Linked DNA regions of Mus musculus: region 1 is linked to region 2. A link is a contact called in public Hi-C data. All regions are on one chromosome and are shown on one strand. The core of a region is the stretch at or near the end of the contact, and the rest is flanking DNA. Distances in the headings are between cores, read along the strand shown. Region 1 overlaps Gas7 (growth arrest specific 7). Region 2 holds the start of Myhas (myosin heavy chain gene antisense RNA).

Evidence for each region. Hi-C and Micro-C count contacts between places; a contact is called where the count stands out from the background.
Region 1: a Hi-C map of cerebral cortex shows a contact between it and region 2, with 2.4 times the contacts expected there. The contact joins the enhancer-like site here to the promoter of Myhas in region 2. A contact is called at or near these places in 4 of 39 promoter capture datasets (the 3T3-L1 cell line, hippocampal neurons and liver) and 4 of 484 Hi-C or Micro-C datasets (adipose-derived mesenchymal stem cells, cerebral cortex and myocytes).

What each region holds. Positions count from the first base shown.
Region 1 is chr11:67,665,150-67,669,384 of GRCm38.p6, forward strand. Gas7 (growth arrest specific 7) reads left to right here. Exons shown (of 14, transcript NM_001109657.3): 8 at 239-313. It also overlaps a transcript of Glp2r not described here. Among named protein-coding and RNA genes, the nearest start is that of Rcvrn, 28 kb to the right of the region's middle. Within about 2 kb of position 2,767, at least 39 of the 459 cell types and tissues checked have an H3K27ac peak or open chromatin away from gene starts, as enhancers often do. A contact at or near this core is called in cerebral cortex and hippocampal neurons, where this site is marked.
Region 2 is chr11:67,234,981-67,238,922 of GRCm38.p6, forward strand. Myhas (myosin heavy chain gene antisense RNA) reads right to left here and starts at 2,301. Exons shown (of 2, transcript NR_146138.1): 1 at 2,037-2,301. Myh4 (myosin, heavy polypeptide 4, skeletal muscle) reads left to right here and starts at 2,832. Exons shown (of 40, transcript NM_010855.3): 1 at 2,832-2,853; 2 at 3,051-3,099.

The DNA.
Region 1 (4,235 bases), core at 1,517-4,016, 430 kb after region 2:
TGGAATGTTTGGGGACATGCTGGGCCTGCCTGAGAGTCAGTCACAAGCTTCTCTTGTTCCTGGAAGACTCTCACGCCCAACCTTGTGCTAGAGGTGGTGCTGGTAACAACTGCTATCCCTACAGCCTGGAGAAGGGAGACGCAGAGTCCAAACCATTCCTTTATCCAGTAGCTGTCACTGTTAGTGCCTCCTTTGTCAGTGGGAGCACTGAGAGGCACTGGGCTTTCTCTCTTTGCAGGATAAAGATTGAAGAAGAATATGCAAAGAACCTGGCTAAGCTCTCTCAGAACTCCTTGGCTGCCCAGGAGGAAGGGTGAGTTGGGAGGAGAGTGGAGTTGGGGGGAAAGGGTAGAGAGGAGGATGAGGGGACACAGAGGAAGGGTCCTTGCTTACTCAGCAAAGATGCTTTCTTGGGATGGAGAGAGATGGCTCACTGTGGGGTCTGTGCCTGTTAGTCATCCATAGTCCAAGGGAGGCCCACAGTACTTGAGGTAGGCACTCCGGGCTCAGACAGGGGACCAACAACAAGATGGACACCCATGGCTCAAGATGGGTTTTCATGGCTCAGGATTCAGACTCATGGGTCAAAACTGGTACCCAGAACTAGGAGGTTTTGGCTTCTAATCTCAGCACTGTGGTGGCTGAGGAATGGGGGATTATAAATTTCAGGCTAGTCTGAGCTACATAGTAACACTCTATCACAACCAACAACCCTCCCCTCAAGTACTTCTGTTTATGGCTCAAAGCAGCACTCATGGCCTGAAGTCTGGGTGTCCACACTCTAGCTTTACCCACTGTGCATATTTTTGAGTGATCCAGGGCCTCCTAGGTGCTGGAGCACAGCAGAGACCCTCTGCACTGTGCCCTGCTGCTAGACAGCAGCCTCTGGGTACCCAGTTCTGTTCCCCTTCTTCTGGGTATCGGGCTTGGAGGAAACCGTGTCTGAGAATTACCTACCCAGCCTCTCAGAGTGCTTTGGAGAGCCCCAGGCCAGGCCTCATCTCCCTCTCCGATGGTGACAGTCCAGATGGGGCTTAGGGACACGTTGAACCCTCCCAGCCTCACAAGAATATTCAGTGGGAGAACTCCTGTAGGGATTGATGCCTTCTCTGCTGTCTGTCTGCAGAACCCTACCTCCCCCTCCATGATCTCAAATGACAGCCACTGTGGAAAACAGCTTGTGATAATCACAGAAATAGCACACATCCCCACTCCTTCCTAGGTCCATCCTCAAATGAATCAGAACCAGGGACTCAAACAAGCATGCTCAGAGTCACAAAGACTACGAGGCAGAAACCACCCAAATCCCATCAGGAGGTGATCAGCTGCAGAAGCTGTAGCATACTCACAGTGGATACCCGTGGATGCACAACGGGGTATCATTCACCCATAGAGAGGAATACCGAGACCCTCTACTCTATGGAGGAACCTCAAAAACGCGATGCTGAGTAAGAGAAACCATCCACAGTGGGTCACAGAGTATATCATTCCAGTCCTCTGAGATGTCCAGAATAAGCAAAGCCATAGAGACAAAGCCCATGAGTTGGTGGTCAAGAGGGAAATGAGGAGTGGCAGTTAATAGGTGCATCTTTTCATTTTGAGTGTGTATATGTCTGCTGCAGCTGCTATAACAAAGTACCACAGGTTGAGTAGCTTCAACTATAGGAATTTGCCTGGGCCTGGTGGTACACATCTGTCTGTAATCCCAGCTCTCAGGGGTGGGGGAAGAGGTGGGAAGATCATGAGTTAAAGGCCAGCCTGGGCTACACAGTGAGATCCCTGTCTAGAAAAAGAACAGAGGAAAAAAAAAAGCTTCTATTTTGTCTCAGTTCTAGAGACTGGAAGTCTAAAGTTAATGATCCAGTAGGGTCGGTGTCTGACATGGGTTCTCCCTGGGGCGACGGATGGCTAAAAATCACCTCTCCCCCTCTGTCTGGGCTGGCGTAAAGAAGCGGCCCTACAGGGACAATAATCCTATTGGATTAGGGCTCTGCCCTCCAATCTTAACTACTACTCCATCCCCCACATCCTTGGTCAGAGTTTTAAGATATGAATCAGAAGGCTAAAGGGGAGGGGGGTAAATCACAAACTTTTATTCATGACAGGGTGACAAAGTGTTTGGACTCAACTACACTGTGGATGCTGTAAACACTTTTAAGTTGCTCACCTTAAACTGGATGATATATCACGTGTGATTTTCACCTCAAATGAAAAACAGTCAAGGCTCTTGGGAAGTCAGTACCAACAGAGTCCTCAGAGGACCCCTCTGTCATCCCATCCTGCTGGGGTGAACTTCAAGAGTGGCCCACAGGGGTTGTAGTTGTGAGAGAGGTGTGATGGCGAATCAGCTCTAATCTGCCTCATGGCTAGAGTCATCCTGGGACAGAGATTTTTGCCATCTGAATATGGTTCTGATTAGGGCTTCACATGTGCTGACTGCAGCCAAGCCACCTCCTCCCCATCAGCCACAGGAAAACCCAGCAGGGCCTGTGTCCCTCTTCAGACCTGAACATGGTTAGCTGTCTCCTGGCCTCTCCTACTGCCTTCTGAGCCTGAGACAAGGCAGGAAGCACACGGAAGTAGCCCTGCCACCAGGGAATGTAGCTTCCTTTGGGTCCTTGGCATCACAGTATGGCTCTGGAGGGCTTCCAGATCCCACCCCCTTGGCTTGGGCTCCTGCCAGGGACATTTTGTCCCGCCAGCACACAGCATATGCTCCTAAGATAAGCAGCCTGCTCCTCATGCCAGACCCAAATGCATGGGCACAGTCAACCACACAAGCTCAGGTGCATCACGTGCACACACCCAGGCAAACCTTTACCGGCAGGCACAAAGTATAACAGCGCTAGATCCTGCATCTGCAACACGGCTCTGGACGTTTGGCCCGGTGCACCTTGAAGGCTTTGTGTGGATGTGGGGGCTCAGAGACCACAGGACAGATAGGGTACACTTGAGCTATCTGGCAACTTAGATGCCCTATTCAGATCAGCTGTCACAAGGCCCGTGCATGCTGGCGATTCAGCAGCCTTCAAGGACTGCCTTTTGCCTTTTGCCCTCTCACGTGCAGGGTAACGATGAAATGTGGGTCATTCTTGGCTGGCGGTTTTGACAGGAGCCTGCATTTTGATCTGTTGAGCCACAGACTATACATGAAGATAGAATACACCAGACAGCTTCTCATTTGCCTCTTTCTTATTAGATGCCATCTTTGAATGAGGATTTCTAATGGCTTTCCCCTAAACAATTAAAGTTTGTTTTTAATGAACACATATTCATTTGGACCTACAGGGCCAAGTGAGGTAGTTCTGTACATTTGAAGTGCCTTAGAATGCTGAGGAGCAAGGACATAGTAGGCATAGGGCTGAGGCCATCTGGTAATAAGGAGTGTCACCCCCTCCACCTGGGGCATGCTATCCCTGCTAGTAGGACTGAAGTCACTATCCAGGATGCGAATGGCCCAGCCCCCACTATCCTTGAGCTAACAGTCTCAAGATGCCATACCTGGCCTTAGCCAGTTACCCCATGTGCTCGGCTGGCAGCCGACTTACAGCCCTGTAAGAAGAGGCTTGGCCCCTCCCAGGGCCTTTTCAGACTGTATGTCCAGAACCTTCTGTGTGTCACTCAGCTCCCATGGCAGCACCACCTCACTCCTGCAAGAGGGGTGGCTTATTGGCTGTCAGGTTGAAGCTAGGATCTGCATTGAAACCCTGTATGCATGGCATGAGGTGATGGTCAGAGTTCCTTTTTACCATGCTGTCTCCACACAGTTCTCCTAACAGCTGCCTAAGGACCAGAAACAGAGCTCAATGGTTGAACATTTGCCTGCTACATGGGAGGTCCCAGGCTGTGTTCTCTAGTGAAATACACAGGCATGCCCTTGAGGCTCACCAGCCTGCCCTATCTGTGTGGCTTTGAGTCGGAGACCCTTATGTGCATAATTTATAAAGAAAAGAAATTGTTTATGGTTCTGAAGGCTAGGAGGTCCAAGACCAAGGAGCTAGTATCTAGAGAGTGCCTATACATTGCCCTAGCATGTGGCAAAAGCCACCACATGCCAACAGCAAGGAGAGAAGACCACTTCAGAGCACCCGAGCATTTTGTTATGGCCTCAAGAGACCCACCTCTAAGTATTATTTATTTATTATTATTTGTATGACTGCACTGTCACTGTCTTCAGACACACCAGAAGAGTACATCAGATCCCATTATAGGTGGTTGTGAGCCACCATGTGGTT
Region 2 (3,942 bases), core at 1,051-3,550:
AGGAGGAGGAGGAGGAGGAAAGGTGTAGACAGGTATGGAAGGAAAGAAGTGCGTGAGTAAAACTCCTGCACATGTTGGGGCCAGGGCTGACTATGTCACCAAGACAGAATTTTCCCATTTATATTCAGCAACATAAGAACACAAGTCTTGACATAGTTCTGACTTTTAGGTTCATATATTTTCCATAGTTCTGTGTGTTGTATCTTGGTTTTAGCTTATTTATAGCTTCCTGGTTTTGGAAATGTCAACTTCTGGTGGGTAAGTATGTGCAAGAGGATGTTGTAGCAATACATGAAGCTGAGTTAGGGGGACGGGGGAAAAAGAAAGTTGGGGAAGCGTTCATCAAAACAAAGTGTGTAGGAAGAAGATATATGTCCACCTATGAGCTTACAACTCAGAATAGAAAATGTGGAAGGAGAATACACCTGATATGGCGGACCAAGGAAAGGGGAAGAAGACTGAAAGTGAAGGCAGGACACCACTGGAGAAAGTTTGTAGACCACAATTAATGGCTGGCATAGAAATGAATCCGTAACTTTTCCCAGTAGTGATGTTGTGGGAGTCTCAGGGTAATTTAATAGAAAACAAATACCAATTGGACTTGCTGAGTTTTAAGATGTTTTATTGATGTGCTGTCATGGCTGGACACCACAAAAACCAGGCTATGAATATCTCAGTCAAGGTTTCAACTGTGTTACAAAATGTATATCAAAACCTGAAAAACCTGTCTACTGGACATTCCCTAAGCACCTACAATCTTTTACAAATACTTTAACTTTCTGGGAGATTCAGGAGTCTGTGTGCAACTGTAACCTTGCATCCCTAAGAGAGGAATGTGTACCTCAGCGCCCCCTAGTGACATTGTTCTGTGCATTTTATAAAGACATGTGCAGCATTGAGACTATATCCCAACTCACACATGGTGATATAACTTAACACAATGACTTACAACACACAATTAACTTTTATGACCATGTAAGGTTTAAACGGTGTTAAATTTTTCCCAGATGTGTTTGCAATAGATAAGAAAATATATACAAACTCTCAGAATCCTGTATTTCCTCATCTGTGAGGATCATAGGGGGAATGCCAGCAAGAAGTGTTTATTGGACTGCTGAATAGCGCATCCAAAATACACCCTGCTTTGGAATAAGGCGGGCCTTCCCACATGTATGTAGTCATAAAGTACCAGGAGAGTACAAGAGAGCTCAGATTCCTTTCCTGTGTCCTCTATTTAGACATCCCTTGGACAAGCAAGCCCAGAGGAATGGTGTTCGCCCTCTATCAAGGTCACTTCTCTTCTCTTCCTGCCCATGATCCATGGTATTTTCTGATGTTTATTATTGTGGTCCCTGCTGGTTGGCACTATTGTGTCATTGTAGTGTCTCTGGGGTTCTCAAGATTGTAACTGATTAACGGTCTGATGATGAGGTCCGTAGTCAGTCTCTTTTAGCTACTAATGCACAAGTGAGCTCTCTGCCTCATTCAAACTTTCTTCTTTCATCTCTCAGATCTAGATGCTTTAAATAAATAATTATTACGCCTATAATAGTGATAGCTTGTAAAAGGGGTGACAAAATGAGTTGTGAAAATCTTAGAGGGTCAGAACACTTTTCTTTCCGGCTTTGAGCCTAACACTTGGGGTAAATCACTCACTCAGTGTGGGTGGCTGCCATGGAGGGTAACCTATTGTGTAGCATTACATGCAATGACAATTTAAAAGTATAAAAGATTTTACCTGCCAGCCTGTGAAAGACAAGTTCACCTGATAGAATTATAAAGCAACCATCTACTGAATTTAGCAATTTAAGTCAGGAGAACAGTGGTTGAAAATATCAGGCCAGATCACAGGGACAGTTAGAGTAGATTTCCTGTCATATTCAGCAACAGCTGTGCCTGTATCAAGTTAGTCAAATCCAACTCGGCCTTTCAAGGGCACCGTGGAGGCCGATCCACCCACCTTCTCTGTCCATGGGGAGAGTTTTGTGGACAGCATGCCTTTCCTCCCACCTTAAGTAAAAGTGTGTAGCACCCACCTCATTGGCGTCACCGCTAGCCTTGAGCCTTTGCCTGTACCCTAGGAAATCTTGTCTGTATCTCCTTCCGTGATGCAGCAGAAACACTCATGGGTATCACACAGCAGTCTGTTGCCCCTGCAGTGCACGAGGGAGACGTCTATGACAAACCCTCCAGAAACGGGCCAGACAAGTTCATCTCTGTCCTGACTCCCTCTCCTCTTACTACCAACCCCTTCCACTGCCTAATCTGAGAATTCACTTTCTTCCTCATGGTTAGACCTTCAGACTTTAGAAGAATCTATCACCAGTCTTTCTAAAACTCCAGCCCTTGCCTAAGAATTTTTATCTTAATATCTGTCACTCGGTGCTTCCAGTCACAGTGTCAGATCTAAAGTTCACTCCAGACTCCGTAATGGCTCTAAGCACTAGCAGATTAATTAGTCCCACTCGCCCCACACCGGGCTCGTTCCTGTGGAAACAGCTTTATAGGCACGAGAGTGAGTAGGGACCTGGCTTTGAATTCTGTGATGAATGATACAACACCCAAGCCGGGAGAAACAGCCTCCAAAAACCCTGGATCTCCATTCCCTATCAGATGCTTATAAAGAACCCTAGATCATCCCCTGTCAAATTATTTATAGATGACAAGAAATATTTCTAATTATATCCATTCACAGCCACAGTCAGTGAATATTGTGTAAAGAGATTGCCAAAAATGGTTTTGCCAAGTAGGTCCGCAGCTAGGACAGCTGAGGTGGCTGCTGTGTTTGCAGAACAGCCTCTATAAAAGTGAAGCTGGGGTGCCTCTGTCCTGTCCTTCCTCAAACCCTTAAAGGTAGGTATGTGTAGCAGAGCACTTGGCTAGCTGTGCACTCCTGATGGGAGCGGGTGCTCATGTGAGGGAGATGACTGTTCCTTCCCAAACTCTAAGTAATGTCGGCATCCCTGAGAGAGGCATTGCACACAATATAGCTCTAGGACTTTGTCATATAATGGGGGGAAATACCCAGCATCTCTTTTTTCTTTCAACAGTACTTGTCTGACTCAAGCCTGCCTCCTTCTTCATCTGGTAACACAAGAGGTAAGAGAAATTTATTATTACCTTCCAGAGAACAAAGGGCTCTCGCTATTGTTAAGTTTTAATGAGTAACTGTTTTATTTTCTACCTTATTATTGGGCATAGGAGCAACTGGTCTTCATAAGTAGCTTCTCATGAAACTTTGCCTTTTATTTTATTTTATTTTTTTATCTTTTTTTTAAACTTTGCCCTTTAAAGCCAAACAAATCTTTATGCAATTAATTTAATCAAACAAAACTTTATGCAATTCCTCTTTTGCATTTTGTTGGGAGAAGGCAACCCTCATGTATATTTAATATATGTAGAAAAAAAAACAACGTTGCACCAGAAGTCAAAATTCCTGGGTGCCAACCTAGGCTTTTCACCAATTCAACTCCTTGGGTCACGCCAGCTAGCTTTTACGTGTCTTCAAACATGTGTGTTGCAAGAGCATTAACACTAGACGTGGACTTAGACAGCCGGGCTCATAGCTCGTCACTGCCTTTTACCACCTCGGTGACCCTGAATGACCCTTTACCTTGCTGAACCTTAGTTTCCTCATCAGTAAAATCAGAAGGGCAGATTCAAGTCGGCTGCTAATGTCCCTCTGGCTCTTGTTGTCTAAGATCTAAGTCAGTGGTTGCCAACGACTCTTCCATCAATCAAAACGCTCAGTGGGTCTCCTGTCTTCTGCATGAGGAGATGTACATGAAGAACATATAAATGAAGAAAACTTGCTATGTATTTAAGCAAGTTCATAGTCAATATATTAGGTAATATCAATGTAGAAAAAGTAGCAAATCTATTGCTTCCAAGGGAATAAATGTTGCTTGTTGACACTGGAGGTGATACCACTGTGTGAATAGA